Linked DNA regions of Sus scrofa: region 1 is linked to region 2. A link is a contact called in public HiChIP or PLAC-seq data. All regions are on one chromosome and are shown on one strand. The core of a region is the stretch at or near the end of the contact, and the rest is flanking DNA. Distances in the headings are between cores, read along the strand shown. Region 1 overlaps POLR3GL (DNA-directed RNA polymerase III subunit RPC7-like). Region 2 holds the start of PEX11B (peroxisomal membrane protein 11B).

Evidence for each region. HiChIP or PLAC-seq counts read pairs in DNA pulled down with a chosen protein or histone mark.
Region 1: a contact with region 2 is called in an H3K27ac HiChIP or PLAC-seq map of skeletal muscle. The contact joins the enhancer-like site here to the promoter of PEX11B in region 2. A contact is called at or near these places in 3 of 5 promoter capture datasets (fetal liver, fetal skeletal muscle and liver), 4 of 47 Hi-C or Micro-C datasets (embryonic fibroblasts, heart right ventricle, omental adipose tissue and 1 more) and 2 of 2 datasets of contacts at active chromatin or transcription factors (alveolar macrophages and skeletal muscle).

What each region holds. Positions count from the first base shown.
Region 1 is chr4:99,360,316-99,367,483 of Sscrofa11.1, reverse strand. It overlaps POLR3GL (DNA-directed RNA polymerase III subunit RPC7-like), which reads left to right. Exons shown (of 10, transcript XR_002343450.1): 4 at 136-265; 5 at 1,118-1,186; 6 at 1,756-1,812; 7 at 2,037-2,110; 8 at 2,239-2,352; 9 at 2,658-2,794; 10 at 3,187-4,539. Among named protein-coding and RNA genes, the nearest start is that of ANKRD34A, 14 kb to the left of the region's middle. Within about 2 kb of position 4,408, at least 66 of the 83 cell types and tissues checked have an H3K27ac peak or open chromatin away from gene starts, as enhancers often do. A contact at or near this core is called in alveolar macrophages, embryonic fibroblasts, fetal liver and 5 more, where this site is marked.
Region 2 is chr4:99,414,041-99,421,076 of Sscrofa11.1, reverse strand. It overlaps PEX11B (peroxisomal membrane protein 11B), which reads right to left and starts at 5,674. Exons shown (of 4, transcript XM_001927969.4): 1 at 5,568-5,674; 2 at 4,662-4,777; 3 at 3,493-3,694. The coding sequence starts at 5,623. GNRHR2 (gonadotropin-releasing hormone (type 2) receptor 2) reads left to right here and starts at 6,229. Exons shown (of 3, transcript NM_001001639.2): 1 at 6,229-6,758. The coding sequence starts at 6,249.

The DNA of each region.
Region 1 (7,168 bases), core at 3,159-5,658, 52 kb after region 2:
GCTTTCAAAATGCTGTGTTGCTCCCCCATTTCCCTTTGGTCCTCTGCTCAGTAGGAGCATTGGCTTGAATTGTGAGGAGAGGAGAGGCCCTCCCAGATTTTCTCCCTGATCTGACCATTGCCTCTGCCTCCTTAGCCCTTGGAGTTCCGCCCAGTGCCTCTGCCCTCAGGAGAGGAAGGGGAATATGTCCTGGCACTGAAGCAGGAGCTACGAGGGGCCATGAGGCAGCTCCCCTACTTCATCCGGCCTGCTGTCCCCAAAAGAGGTCAGTTGGAATGCTGGAATCAGGTTCCAAGTGTCTTCCATGAGTAGTGCCCTGTACATAACACCACTGAGGCCCAGAGAGGCCAGAAGAGGCACAGGAAGCTCATCGCCTAACTAGGGAGCTATAACAATTACCCCTGTGTTTGCAATGCATGGAAGTGTCCATGGTTTGTTTTGAGCCTCACAATAGTCTTGGACAGTAGGAGGTTATTATAAAACTGCCCATTTTACAGGTATAAATGTGAAGATGTATAAAAAATTTTAACACTCTGGGTATTGCAGGCACCAACCAGTCAGAAGGGGTTGAGAAGGGGTCTCTGAGAAGCCCTGCTAATTAAGATTACCCCTCTGGTTTGTGGATCTGGGAGATGTCAGGGCGACCAGGACGGACTGGAGAAGGGGGCACCTTTGGGAGGCTTGGGATAGTGGATATTTACCAGTGGGTGTGGCAGTACAGTATTTCAGTATATTGACAACTTGTGCTTTCCTACTAAAGCCCTAGTAAGTAAAGCTCAGAGTGATAAAAGACTTGCCTAAGTTAGTCCCATTGACAAAGAGTAAAGGGAAGACTGAAACCCTAGTTTCTTGCTCTAGTATGCTTTCAACTGTACCACACTACCAGTCCACATAGCCATGCCTCTGGTTAAGGGAGATAAAAACATTGTAATCTGGTGGCAGAAGGCCGGGTTAGAAGAGTGTTGAATGTCCTCGCTGAAGCTGACCTTCTGGGCTCTGGGTCTGGGGTGAGGGAGCAGACAATGTTTGAGTTATGAGAGGATTGCGCCCTCAGGAACAATCTTATTCTAGGGCTCTGAAAGGATAAAACTTTGACCCTTGACCTCTGATCCCTCAGATGTGGAACGTTACTCAGACAAGTATCAGATGTCAGGGCCAGTTGACAGTGCCATCGACTGGAACCCCGGTAGGTGATGGGGCCTTTCGCCAACTTCCCTTCTTTCAAATGTTTGAAATGCCTCAAGCCTCAAGCCACCACCGTCTTCTCCACCCTCCTCTGCCCCCACCTCCACCCTATTCAGGAACCTCAGACGTGCTCCCAAACACTCTCAGACTCTACCTAAAACCCATGAAGTAACCCCACTGCTCGGCAGGCATCCAGGCAACTCTGAAGCAAAACTTCTTTCCTCATCCTTACCCTGATCTTATCTCTCCGTTAAAAAGAGTCATCAGGAGTTCCCGTCGTGGCTCAATGGTTAATGAACCTGAGTAGTATCCATGAGGACCCATTTTGATCCCCGGCCTTGCTCAATGGGTTAAGGATCTGGTGTTGCCCTGAGTTGTGGTTACAGACGCAGTTCAAGCCCGCGTGGCGCGGCATAGGCCGGCAGCTACACCTCAGATTCGACCCCTAGCCTAGGAACCTCCATATGTCCGGGTGCGGCTCTAAAAGGACCAAAAAAAAAAAAGGAGTCCTCATTCATAGGAGACCCGCAGACAGAGTCTGCCTGACTTTTATGTTCCTGCTCTTCCTAGATTGGCGACGTCTACCCAGGGAGCTAAAGATCCGAGTGCGGAAGATACAGAAGGAACGTGAGTGTATCTGGGAAAAAGGAGGGAGAGGAGAGGTTTCCTTCATCAGGTGGAGGGCCAAGGCTGCTCTCCCAGGGCCTATCCCGTCTACCCAGTATTGTTGCTGGATGCCATGGTGGCCACATGAGGGCAGCAGAGTGACATGGTCTGTGCAAGAGGGTGTGGTAGACCAGTTAACAAGGAAGTTTACTCTCTGAAGGTTCACCTTTTGATCCTCTCACCAGGGACCACCATTCTACTTCCCAAGAGGCCCCTTAAGACCACAGAGGATAAGGAGGAAACAATACAGAAACTAGAGGTAAGGAAGCAATGCGCATTGAGATCACTTGGACCCCAGATTCATTCCTCTCCTTTGGCCCGTGTGTGCCTCGATTTTTTTCTTATGTGGCTGTGTCTGAATTTCTCTTCCTCTTCATCCTCACACAGACCCTGGAGAAGAAGGAGGAAGAAGTAACTTCAGAGGAAGACGAAGAGAAAGAAGAAGAAGAAGAGAAAGAAGAGGAAGAGGAAGAGGAGTATGACGAAGAAGAGCATGAAGAGGTGATGGGGACCTCCTTTCACTCTCAGGGGACCCCCTCTCTTCTGCTCATGAGCTCTGAGGAATCTCAACCTTGTCCACCAGGGGTGGTCTCTTCAGAGGGCTGGAGGACCAAAGGAGATAGTGCCTCCAAAAGATAGTGCCCTCCACTTTATCTGCCCCTGGGCACTTCTCAAGAGTGAACTACAGCTTGAAGGGCCCTCTCAGCCCCAGAACGGGGATATTGAGAGGAAAGGAGACTGGTGCACAGGGACGAAGTGGAACACTGAAAATATACCTGACCTTCCTTCCTGTTTTTCTATTTCAGGAAACTGATTACATCATGTCATATTTTGACAATGGAGAGGACTTTGGGGGTGACAGTGATGACAATATGGATGAGGCTATATACTGAAGAAGGACCCTGAACAATACCTTGGACCCTCATATCTTTCTTGATTTAGGGTACAGAGAGTAACTCCTCCCTACTATTTGGTTTTGTGAATAATCAAATCATTTGATCAGAATCCAGATAACTTATTTGGTCCCTGGAGATACGAATAGAGAGTGGCAACTGATAGCTCTCTTTTCCACCTTTCCCCTCCCTCTTTCCTCTGAAACTGTATCGCCTGTGATATCTTGGGGGAAGGAAGGGCAAAGCACCAGTGTCTTGACTGTATGAAAAGGGGAAAGGAGGGTCCTTTCCTCCTGGAGTCCTTAGAGCCGAGACAGCTGTGCGCATGCCCCTACCCATTTTTTACAGTTCTTTTTGGAGGTAATTGGGGGTGGGAACAGTTAGGAGCAGTCAGACCAGTTTTATATTTTTAAGTAAAATGTTTTTATCTGTCTCTGTCCAGGGCGAGGCCCAGTGGGAGAGGGCTGGAGGAATGAAGGGGATGCCCAGTGAGCTGTTCTTCTCTCCTTACCTGTGAAGAGTCCTGTGTGACACACTGGGGGTTTCAGCCTTCCTGTCCTTTGTACCTTCTTGCCACCCCCTGTGGTGGGACACCTACTCCCAATCTAGCTCTGCCAGGGAACATTCAGGAACTCATCCTAAGGGCTGTGCAGAGTGAGTTGTAAACAGCCCACCCCCTGCAGAGCAGCTGGCTTTTGAGCTTCTGGTCCTCAAGCAATGGGGACGTGATTATCTCTGTTCACATGTGTTTACAGGGACACGGGCCCTCGCTTTCCCACACTTGACCTTGCTCTTGTCCTTGTTTACAAGGAGCGATTATAGCTATTTTTGTGGGGAGAGTCAAGAAGGCCAGGTGGGAGGAGGGAGTCGGGAGGAGGTGCTGATTCTTCTGCACACCCACTCACCCTCTTCCAGGCCCTGGAGACCCCACTTTGAAAAGTGTTTCTGTGAAGAGGGAGCCCTCTAAATATCCTTCTCTCCACTTCTGGAATCTGCTATGTGGCTGAACTGCAATTTCTCTTTTGGTCAGCCTTTCTCTCCCTTCTTTGGGGGAGGGGTGGGGGAGGGTAGGCAGTGTTGCTTTACAGGAAGTAAGGGGGGGCATGAGGAAGGCAAGGACTTAGGGACACTCAGCTCTGAGAGGTGCTTTCTCACCCACACAGTTCTCCCTTGGGTGAGGTCACTTCCCTAGGCTCTGATTGGCTTCTGAGGAAGCCCTAGATGAACTGATTGGTTCCAGCCACTTGACATGCAACAGTCACGGGCGAGCTGCGTGTCCAGAATAGGGACTGGATAAGGAAGCAGGCATAGATAGCTGAGATGCTGTCATAGCGACCTTACTAAACATGTGAAAGCCATAAAGAGAGGATGTGGGAGAATCATCAAGAAATTCCTCAACCATATTCAGACAGGCAGACTGAATTCCCTACAGCATCAAGTGATAGAGGCTGGCAACCTAATATTAGAGATTTTTGACCCCATTGCAAAGAATGAATAGGGGCTGTGGCTCCATTGAGGGAAAGCACCTTAAAAGCCTGATTTGGGTGTGGTAGTAGGTTTTAAGTTTAAAGCAGCCAAGAGAACAGAGAAGGAAACAGGAATAGAAACAGAACATTCCAGAGTGATTGAGCAATTTGTGATGATTGATGTTTCCTTTTCTAGTTTTCTGTGGTATTGTGTCCGTGGAGGGGCCAGGGGACCTGTCACTGGGGTTTCCCATAGTCACACTATAGCCTCTGATTGTGGCCAGGGAGAAATCTGCAAGAAACAAAAATAAAAGACACTGAAAAATTTCCTTTTGCCTTTCTCCCCTGTATATACACACATACCAGACCTAATCTGGTTAACTGTATCTATAGCTGTGGGGGGTGCACAGCTGGACCTGCTAAATCCCACTTAATGTCAGCATGGGAATTTAAAAGTTGGGAACAAAGAAGATTCTAGACAAGAGACAGTAGAGGAGAACTGAACACATCTTTGCTCCCCCCTCCGCATATACACACATCCTTTTCCCATGAAATAGGGGAAAGAATAAAGATTAGAGTGGCCACTTGTAATCAGTTGCACTGCCTCAAAGACAAGGTGTCAGAAAGATCAGACCATTCCTGGACTCTTTCCCATCTGGCTTCCCGCTGCTTCTGGCAGGTGACCTTGCTGAACAAAGCCAGAGACAGGGGACCCAGCAGCTTCCCCAGATTCCAGAAGTGTTCCAGGCATGAGCTAGACTGTTTCCATTGACCCTTCCCCTACTTTCCATAGCTTTTAGGTTCTAGTGGGCAGGCTGAGGCTGAAGCCTAAGGCTCAGTAAATAGGATCCTGGCTGCTAATCCTCCAGAGGACCACCTGAGAGATTAGAGATTGAGGCTCTGTTGGCAAACATTTAGAGAGGCTCCACGCCATTCTTGCTCAGCCGTGTACTGTGTGCCTGCTGGGACCTGTTATGTTGAACAGACTGCTTCCACTCCCACGGCTGTGGCCCCAGGCAGGCTAAGTTCTCAGGCAAGAATCCTATTCCCTACCCCATGTCCCCTCCAACCTTGGATAGGAAACTTGAGATTGGGGTCTGCAAATTTAAGCACAGGGACTCAAGTGGTTTGAGGAACAGCTGAGTGGAAGACCTAGATGCAACATGAAGCTAAAAGATTGGGAGGGGAGACCAATGAAAATTGGAGGGTCAAATGTTATGTGGATAGGACACCCATTGTTTGGTGAGGAGAAGGCAATTATTCTCCTCAATTCTTTTTTTTTTTTTGGCCATGCCTGCAGTATGTGGCCAGGGATCGAACTCACACCACAACAGTGACAACACTGGATCCTTAAACCTTTAGGCCATCAGGGAACTCCTTCCTCAATTCATTTTTATTGCTGTTTGAACTTTGAAAGTAAGGAAGGGTGGCTTATAGGCCTAGGATGGTTTAAGAACTAAGCCAAGGGGAAAAGCTGCCATTTCAACTGGGCGAAGCACTGACTCATGGTCCTGGTTATACCACTCCATAGCTTTGTGCACTTGGGAAAGTTCCGTGTCTAGCCTCCAAGCCTCACATTCCTCGTGTATGAAACGATTTGATTCGATGTCCACTAGGAATCTTTCAAGCTGATGCTGATCCACCTGCAAGAATCCAAATGGTCCTGAGAATAAAGATCAGGATGTGTCCAGCTTTTGCTGAACTCATTCCAGCCACTGGATTTCCCCACCTTGTTTTCAGCTGGGCAGGCTAAAGATACCTCAGGCATCTAGCCAGTCCTTTCCAAGAATCTGCTGCAGCCTGAGTAGCAGGAAGATCAGCAATTCCATTAACTAGCAAGGAAAGAGATACCCTTGCAGCAGAGTTCAAGGTCACAAGCAGCAAGCCAGGACTCAAATCCAGCAGACCATCAAGAAATTTCCGACTGAGGAATGGGCCTGCAGGGCAGATCGTCTCTATCTCCCCTCATGCAGCATGTCTGGCCAGAGGACAGAGAAAAGAAATGAGCTAGACAGAAATAGCTCAGCTAATCTGGCCAGACCAGTGGTAACCTTTTCTCCACTGACCTTTCCCCTACTGAGGCTCATTTTTTCCCCAAGATCATTTGGGACCGGAAAGCTGGAAATAATGAAGCTCTGGTTTCCTAGTATCATCTTAGAAAAGTCTTTGCCTATTCCCAACAGTACTTAATTTGCCCTTTTGTATTCTGAAGGGAAGGGAGGTTCCTCCTGCAACCCTAATGCGAGTCTGAGGGAAGGCAGTGATCCAACCTTAACTGCAGAACCTGAGACGCTAAGTGTGATCTCCTTGATCATCTTAGACTTTGGAGGAAGGAATCCAGGGATTTCTAAGACCCAGTCCTGACCAATGCAGGGAGGGGCTGTGCCCACCTCCCTCCCGACCTCTGACTCTGGGACGGTTCTCCATTCCCAAACCTCCCCTCCTCCTGAGAGCCTCAGCTGTGGGCCAGGGTTCCCAAAACTTGAACCCCTGCCTCTCTCCAAATCTTCCCTATCCTGTAATTCTATTTTCCTTGGTGTAAAATGGACAAGTGGCAATATCCAAATCCTGTCTGGAACATTCTCTATTACACCCAAGGCAGCATTGATAGTACTAGAACAGGAGGGAGGTTGGACCTGTCTTTGACTTACCAATAGGGGTGGGAGGAACAAACTCACCTAAGTCAGGGACACAGACCTGGGGTATATCTTATCTTGGAGAGAACAGATGAAATCCCATGTGGACAGGGAAAGAAGCCCTGGTCCTCTTCCTCCTTATGCTCTGCTATGGCCAAAGATGTAGCCATTGTGGAGCGGCATTCCCTCATCTAAGGAGGTCAAGTTTACTCTTTATCTTTTCTCAGACTAGGGGTGGGGGTGGGGTAAGAGGAAGTGAAAGGAAGATGGGCTTGGAGTTCCCATTATGGCTCTGTGGTAATGAACTCAACTAGCATCCATG
Region 2 (7,036 bases), core at 4,425-6,924:
ATATCCACTTAGCATATCCAACAGAACACTTAAACTCCCCCCACCCTATACTACCAAAGATATACATTAGAATATCAGAAGTGAAGGTTATTACTATTAGAAATGTCCTTCCAATCTTTCTGCAATTAATGTGTTTACGTGTACCTTAAGGTCCTGGCTTAAAATTAATGAGCACCATGAAATATTCCAAGATCAACTTCAAGTTTCACTTTTCCACTTGGCAACCCACTAGCACACACACATTCAACCTGAACTACAGTGTAAATTTGTTTTAAGGCATTCCCATCGTAGCTCAGTGGTTAACGAATCTGACTAGCATCCATGAGGACGCAGGTTCGATTCATGGCTTTGATCAGTGGGTTAAGGATCCTGCGTTGCTGTGGCTGTGGTGTAGGCCAGCAGCTATAGCTCTGATTGGAACCCTAGCCTGGGAGCCTCCATATGCCATGGGTGCAGCCCAAAAAAGCAAATAAAATAAAATAAAATAAAAGGACAACTTCAGTTGTTTCAAAGACTTAGACACATAGCACATTGAAATTGAAATATGTTAAAAGGAAAAGAAAATGAGGCTCAGCTTGCCAAATGTGTTAGATTATGAATTCCTTAAGAACAGTCTATTTTTTTATTTTTAATACCCTCTGACAACAATTGTCTGTATTCAATATAACATTCCTACCTCTGAATCCAACCGTATCTAACTATTATACTCCACCACCAATCTAAGCCATCACTCTTGCTTGAACTACTACTTTAATCTTTCAACTGGTTTCTCAGTGGTCACTCTTGCCCTCAACCCTCAATAATCTAATTTCATATAGTAGTTGGCATAAGTAAATCACACCATTATACCCTTTAAATTCTCCATGGTTTCCTTCCTATCACATTTAGACTAAAATATCTCAGACGGGCCTATAGAACACTGACCCTGCCTCCCTAACTCCATTTTGTACCATTCTTTCCTTCAATCACTATGCTCCAACCACACTGGTTTCTTTCTCTATTTTGATCCTGTTAAGCTTGTTCCTGCTTAAGGACCTTTACACTACCTAGTCCCTCAACCTGGACTATTTTCCCTACAAAATCTTCGCATGGCTGACTCTTCCTCATACCTCAGGTCTGGGCTCAAATGTCACCTCTTCAGAGAAGCTTTCTCTGACGTGCCCCCTCCCCATTCTAAAGTAGCAAGCTATTTATTGGCCACCACATCACCCTACTTTAACTTTTTGCATAGCACTGACCATTCTGATATTTTCTTTATTTATTGTTTCTTGGTCTCTCCCCATTGCAATGTAAGCTCCATAGGAGGAGGGATCTTATTTGTCTTTTCCACTGTATCCCTGTGTCTAGACTAGTGCTTGACTCAATAAATATTTATTGTATGAAATGAATAAACATGACATAGAAATTTGTCTAAGGAGTTACTTTTCCATACCACCCCAGCCATGCCTCTGCCCCCACAGCTCATACACCACATGCCTTGTTTTACACTGAGAAAGATGAAGACAAAAACCAAGACATAAGTAGAAATGGAAAGGTGCCAATATAATGTAAAACAACAAAGAGAATCATAGGGAAACAAAAAATAAATACAGGGAGTTCCCATCATGGCACAGTGGAAACCAATCTGACTAGTATCCATGAGAATACAGGTTTGATCCCTGGCCTCACTCAGGTGTTGCCATGAGCTGTGGTATAGGTCACAGACCTGGCTTGGATCCCGTGTTGCTGTGGCTTGGTGTAGGCCCCGGCGGCTACAGCTCTGATTCGACCCCTCGCCTGAGAACTTCCATAGGCTGCAGGTATGGCCTTAAACTGCAAAAAAAAAAAAAAAAAAAAAAAAATTAAATACATACATACATACATACATGTGATAGGTATACAGATAATTTCATTTTCCCAAATCATATTTTAAAATAAATAAATAAATACATACACACATACACGTGAGAGGTATACAGATAATTTCATTTTTCCAAATCGTATTTCCTTCCACCTTCATTATTAGCCTGCTCCTTAGCTCAAGCCAACATCATTTCTTGGCAACATCAGGACATCTCCTCCTCTTTAGCTCTACTGCAATCCATTTTCCATACTACCACAAAAAAGATCAGAGATTTCCTTTCTTTTCTTTTCTTTCTTTTTTTTTTTTTTTTTTTTGGCTGCACCTGTGGCACATGGAAGTTCCCAGGCCAGAGGTCCAAACAGAGCTGCAACTGGAGCCTACGCCACAGCCAGGACAACACTGGATCGGGCAATAACATATTTGAGCCATATCTCCAACTTATGCTGCAGCTTACAGCAACACTGAATCCTTAACCCACTGAGCCAAAACAGGAACTCCAAGAGTGATCTTCTTTAAAAGCAGTCTGAATCATGTCACATCCCTGCTCAGAACCCACTGTACTTAGGATAAAATTTATTTATTTATTTTTTGTCTTTTTGCCTTTTCTAGGGCCGCTCCCGAGGCATATGGAGGTTCCCAGGCTAGGGGTCCAATCGGAGCTGTAGGCTCCAGCCTATGCCACAGCAACGCGGGATCCAAGCCGCATCTGCGACCTACACCACAGGTCACGGCAACACCAGATCCTTAACCCACTAAGCAAGGCCAGGGATGGAACCCGCAACCTCATGGTTCCCAGTCAGATTTGTTAACCACTACGCCACAGCGCCACAACGGGAACTCCCTTAGGATAAAATTTAAACAAAACTAAACAAAAAAATCCTACCATTGCCTAGAGGGCCTTGCATGAATGATCTGGCCCCTGTCTATCTCTCCAGTTTGAACTTAAGTCCTTACTCAATACTGGCTTTCTTTCTATGTCTCTAATTCCATTAAGAACACACTGGCTTTCTTTCTATGTCTCTAATTCCATTAAGCCTTTCTTGGTTCAAGGTCTTAGAATGTGCTATATTCTGTTTGGAATGGTCTTCTCTGCTACTGTTTGCTTTGTATAACTTCTACTCAGAAATAAAATTTAATTTTCTCAAAGAGTTCTTCCTTGACCTTTTGATCTACATTAGCTCCCCTTGTTAGATACCTCATGAGATTCTACACTTTTCCACAAATATATGGTTTGGTGATTACTTGTTTTAAATAACTGACTCCCCTACTAGACTAGAAGCTTCATGAGAGCATGAACCATTCCTATTTGACTCTTTGCTTTATTATTCCCTGGCTCACAGTAAGCAGCTACTAAATATTTTTAGAATGAATGAATTAGCAGGCAGTGAGGGACATAAACTGTTTTACAGATAGAAGCCAAATTAAAGTAATATTATTAATATCTCATTTTGCCCAATCTTAGTCACCCATCATGAGAGAGCATCTGTCTTCCATCTGCTCCCATTCATGATTCTCTGATGGTTTAAGATCTAAATGAAAGATTAAGTGATTAAGATGTATATGTGCTGGGATAGATTGTTCTCTCATGAATGGTGGGCTATACAGTATGGAGAATATAAAAAGTCTTGCAGGACAAAAGCATATCAAACCTGAATGAACGCTGGGCCCACTTCTCCTGATCCACACGGGGAACAAGTCCAGACTTTCCGGCCCACAGGACATTATCGCAGGCGAAGTACAAAGCTCTATTAAGGTGACTAACAGTGATGCAGAATCTCAGGACAACATCTGATAGATGCACAGCTCGTTTGGCTGACTCAAGGGCATCTGCTGAGTTACCGAGGCGTAGAACTTGTGGGGATTAGAAAGGAAAAGCAAAAATTTGGGAGGAGAGAGGCAAACAGAGAGTGAGACAGAAAGAAAGAAAGAAAGAAAGAAAGAAAGAAAGAAAGTGAAAGTCGAGCAAGTGATAGAAACAATAATAACAATTTAAAAGAAAAGCGGAAACAGTTCATTCTTTTTTACAAGTTTTAATTAATTTCTGTGGCACTAGTTTTCTCAAATTTGCCCTGTTCTCTCCAATCCTTCATTACTCTTACCCCTGCTCTTTTATCTTACTCAGGAGACATGCAGAAGATAAGTGCAAGGGCAAATGAGGGACAATTGGAAGAAAAGGTCAAAAACAGGAAGGAAGTTCTCTTGCGGTTAAGAGGGTCAAGGATCTAGAGTTGTCACTGCAGTGGCTCTGTTCACTGCTGTGGCGTGGGTTCGATCCCTGGCCCAGGAAATTCCACATGCAAAACAAAAACAAAACACCCCAAAAAACAGGGCAGAACAAAGGAAGAATAGCTGGGGAGGGAGGAAGTGTTAAAATAATGAAAAGGCATGGAGTTCCCGTCATGGCGCAGTGGTTGGCGCATACGACTAGGAACCATGAGGTTGCGGGTTTGGTCCCTGCCCTTGCTCAGTGGGTTGACGATCTGGCGTTGCCATGAGCTGTGGTGTAGGTTGCAGACGCAGCTCGGCTCCCGCGTTGCTGTGGCTCTGGCGTAGGCTGGCAGCTACAGCTCCGATTGGACCCCCAGCCTGGGAGCAGCCCAAGAAATGGCAAAAAGGCAAAAAAAAAAAAAAAAGAAAAAAAAGAAATAAAATAATGAAAGGACAGGAACAGCTTTTTTTGTTTCTTTTTCTATTTTTAAGCTGCCCAGGAGGATGGAGAGGTCCCTGGGCCAGGGACTGAACCTGCACCACTGAAATGACAAAGCAGAACCCTTAACCACCACGCCACCAGGGAACTCCAAGAGGCATGGTTACTTACGCTTTCTTCCTAGGCTCAGATGACCCTCCAGCTGTCGAATCTGTTTCTGTAACTCAGGACTGGCCCCATGTTTCTGTAGGGCATGGCCAAGAAGGGAGCAAGCATATTGGGCGGCCCTGGAGGAGAGAGTGAGCGGTAATGTAAGGTGGAGACCTCCCTAATCTCCCCCTCAAAAACGTCCTCCTAAAGGCAAGTCTGGATTCCCCCTTTTTCCAATTTGAGACTACTCCCTTTCCTCCTCAAGCTCTATCTCCAGGCAGGGGAAAAGAAAGGCATAAGGATAAAAAGGAGCCTCGAAGAGTTTGGGTAGCACTACTTAGAATTGAGAAAATAAGAGATTTGACTACATGAGGCCCGAAGAGGACAAGGTGGCAAGGCGTCCATCACAAGCACTTCTAGTGTGAACATGTGTGTGTCCACGTGAGGGAGTGGGGGATAGCTGGAGGGGAAATTCTTCAGAAAGGTGAACTGAGAGATTTCCAAGGCTCTTGAGGGGAATCGAGACTAGAAGGCAGGACGGAGGCAGAAGAGTTCGCGGGTCAGTAGGATGAGGGGACACGGAAACTTCGGAGCGACTGGTCAGCTCTGGGGACAGAGTTCAGGTCGCTATCAACCACGGGGCGGATGCTCCTCACGCCACCACCACCCGGCGAGGGAAGTATTAGTCTCATGTGAACGCGCATCCCTGAGCGACCTCCCCGCTGGCCCACTCGTGCCTCAGTTTTCCCATCTTTCCCGTGAGCAAAAACGAATCACGGCCTCACGGCTGGTTCAAATCAACCCCTCGCGGTCCGTCCGGGCCCCCGTAGCCCAAGATGACCCTTTTTGACCCCCGTAGTGTGAACTGTCCTCGCTTCACGAGGACCTTCCTCTGCCCGCCCTCCCCCATTCCTGTTCGGGCCGCACCTACACAGCCGCTCCCGGGCCTGGCTCTGAGCGCTGAAGCGGACCCAGGCGTCCATGACAGCGGCGGCCCCGGCTCCGCAGCCCCACCCCCGCCCACTTCCCGCCCCTAGTCACGCCTACCGGACGGCCCAACGGTGTCGCGCAAGGGACAAACATCGTCAAAAAGAAATTTGAACGGAGCCAGCCACAGAAGCGGAGTTTCGGAACTAGAAGCACTTGTCTCTGGGCCTACACCTGCGTGTTTTTGTGGGTGCCTCCGTTAGCTCGCCTTCTTATCAGCTGATCTCTATTTCCTAAGTACGCCTCCAGAGGCACATTCTTCTTTAAACATTCGAGGCCAAGGGCGGGGCTTGCAGGATGGGGGGCGGAGCGAGAAGGTGCCGCAGTGCTCTTGCCGCGGCCGCTAGGATAAGGTTTCCCCTAATTTAGGATGCCCTAGGGGCTTGAGAAGTCTGTGGAAGTAAAAGCCAGCACCAGATCCCTGTTCCCTGCAGGATTCTAACACTTGGACCGATGACCTCCAGAATACATACGGAGAATCTCCAGATTCAGAGGCTTTAGTGGACTAAGTTCGCGAAATAACCAACTCCAGATCCTGAAAAGGAAAGAAGAATGAGTGGATTCAGCTAACCTCTTCAAACCCACACTTCATCCCCCCATCCCTTTCCCTTCCATGTCACCATGTCTGCAGGCAATGGCACCCCTTTGGGGTCAGCAGTGGGGGAAGAGGTCTGGGCGGGATCAGGAGTAGAGGTGGAGAGCTCAGAGCTACCCACCTTCTCAGTTGCAGCTAAGGTCCGGGTTGGAGTGACCGTTGTGCTATTTGTTTCTTCGGCTGGAGGAAACCTGGCCGTACTGTGGTCGGTGACACGGCCGCAACCCAGCCAGCTCCGCCCCTCTCCGGTACGACGACTTTTTGCTCATTTAGCAGCTGCCGATTTACTGGTTACTTTTGTGGTTATGCCCCTAGATGCCTCCTGGAATATCACTGTTCAGTGGCTGGCCGGGGACATCGCATGTCGAACACTCATGTTCCTGAAACTAATGGCCATGTATGCCGCAGCTTTCCTGCCTGTGGTCATTGGGCTCGACCGCCAGGCAGCCGTACTACACCCGCTTGGACCCCGCTCAGCTGGAAGGAAACTTCTGGGGGCAGCCTGGCTACTCAGTTTCCTTCTTGCCTTGCCTCAGGTGAGTAACTTGTCGGGACTCAGGGCTACACCGGACAAGAATTTGGGTGCACCACATGAGCCTTCAGATTCAAGGAGCGTGCTTGGCCGTGGTCACCATTAATCCTCAACGGAGAGACTCTGCTATCTCTTCCGCAAGTTAAGATCATTAATTTGTATTTTCTGCTACAAGCCTTTATTTTTACTACAGTTGGCTTCCATTTTTTTGTATCCTCCTAATCCCACCTTCTCCGCTTTCTTTGGATTATTGCAAAAAAAATTCTAGGGCATGGAGGAAAC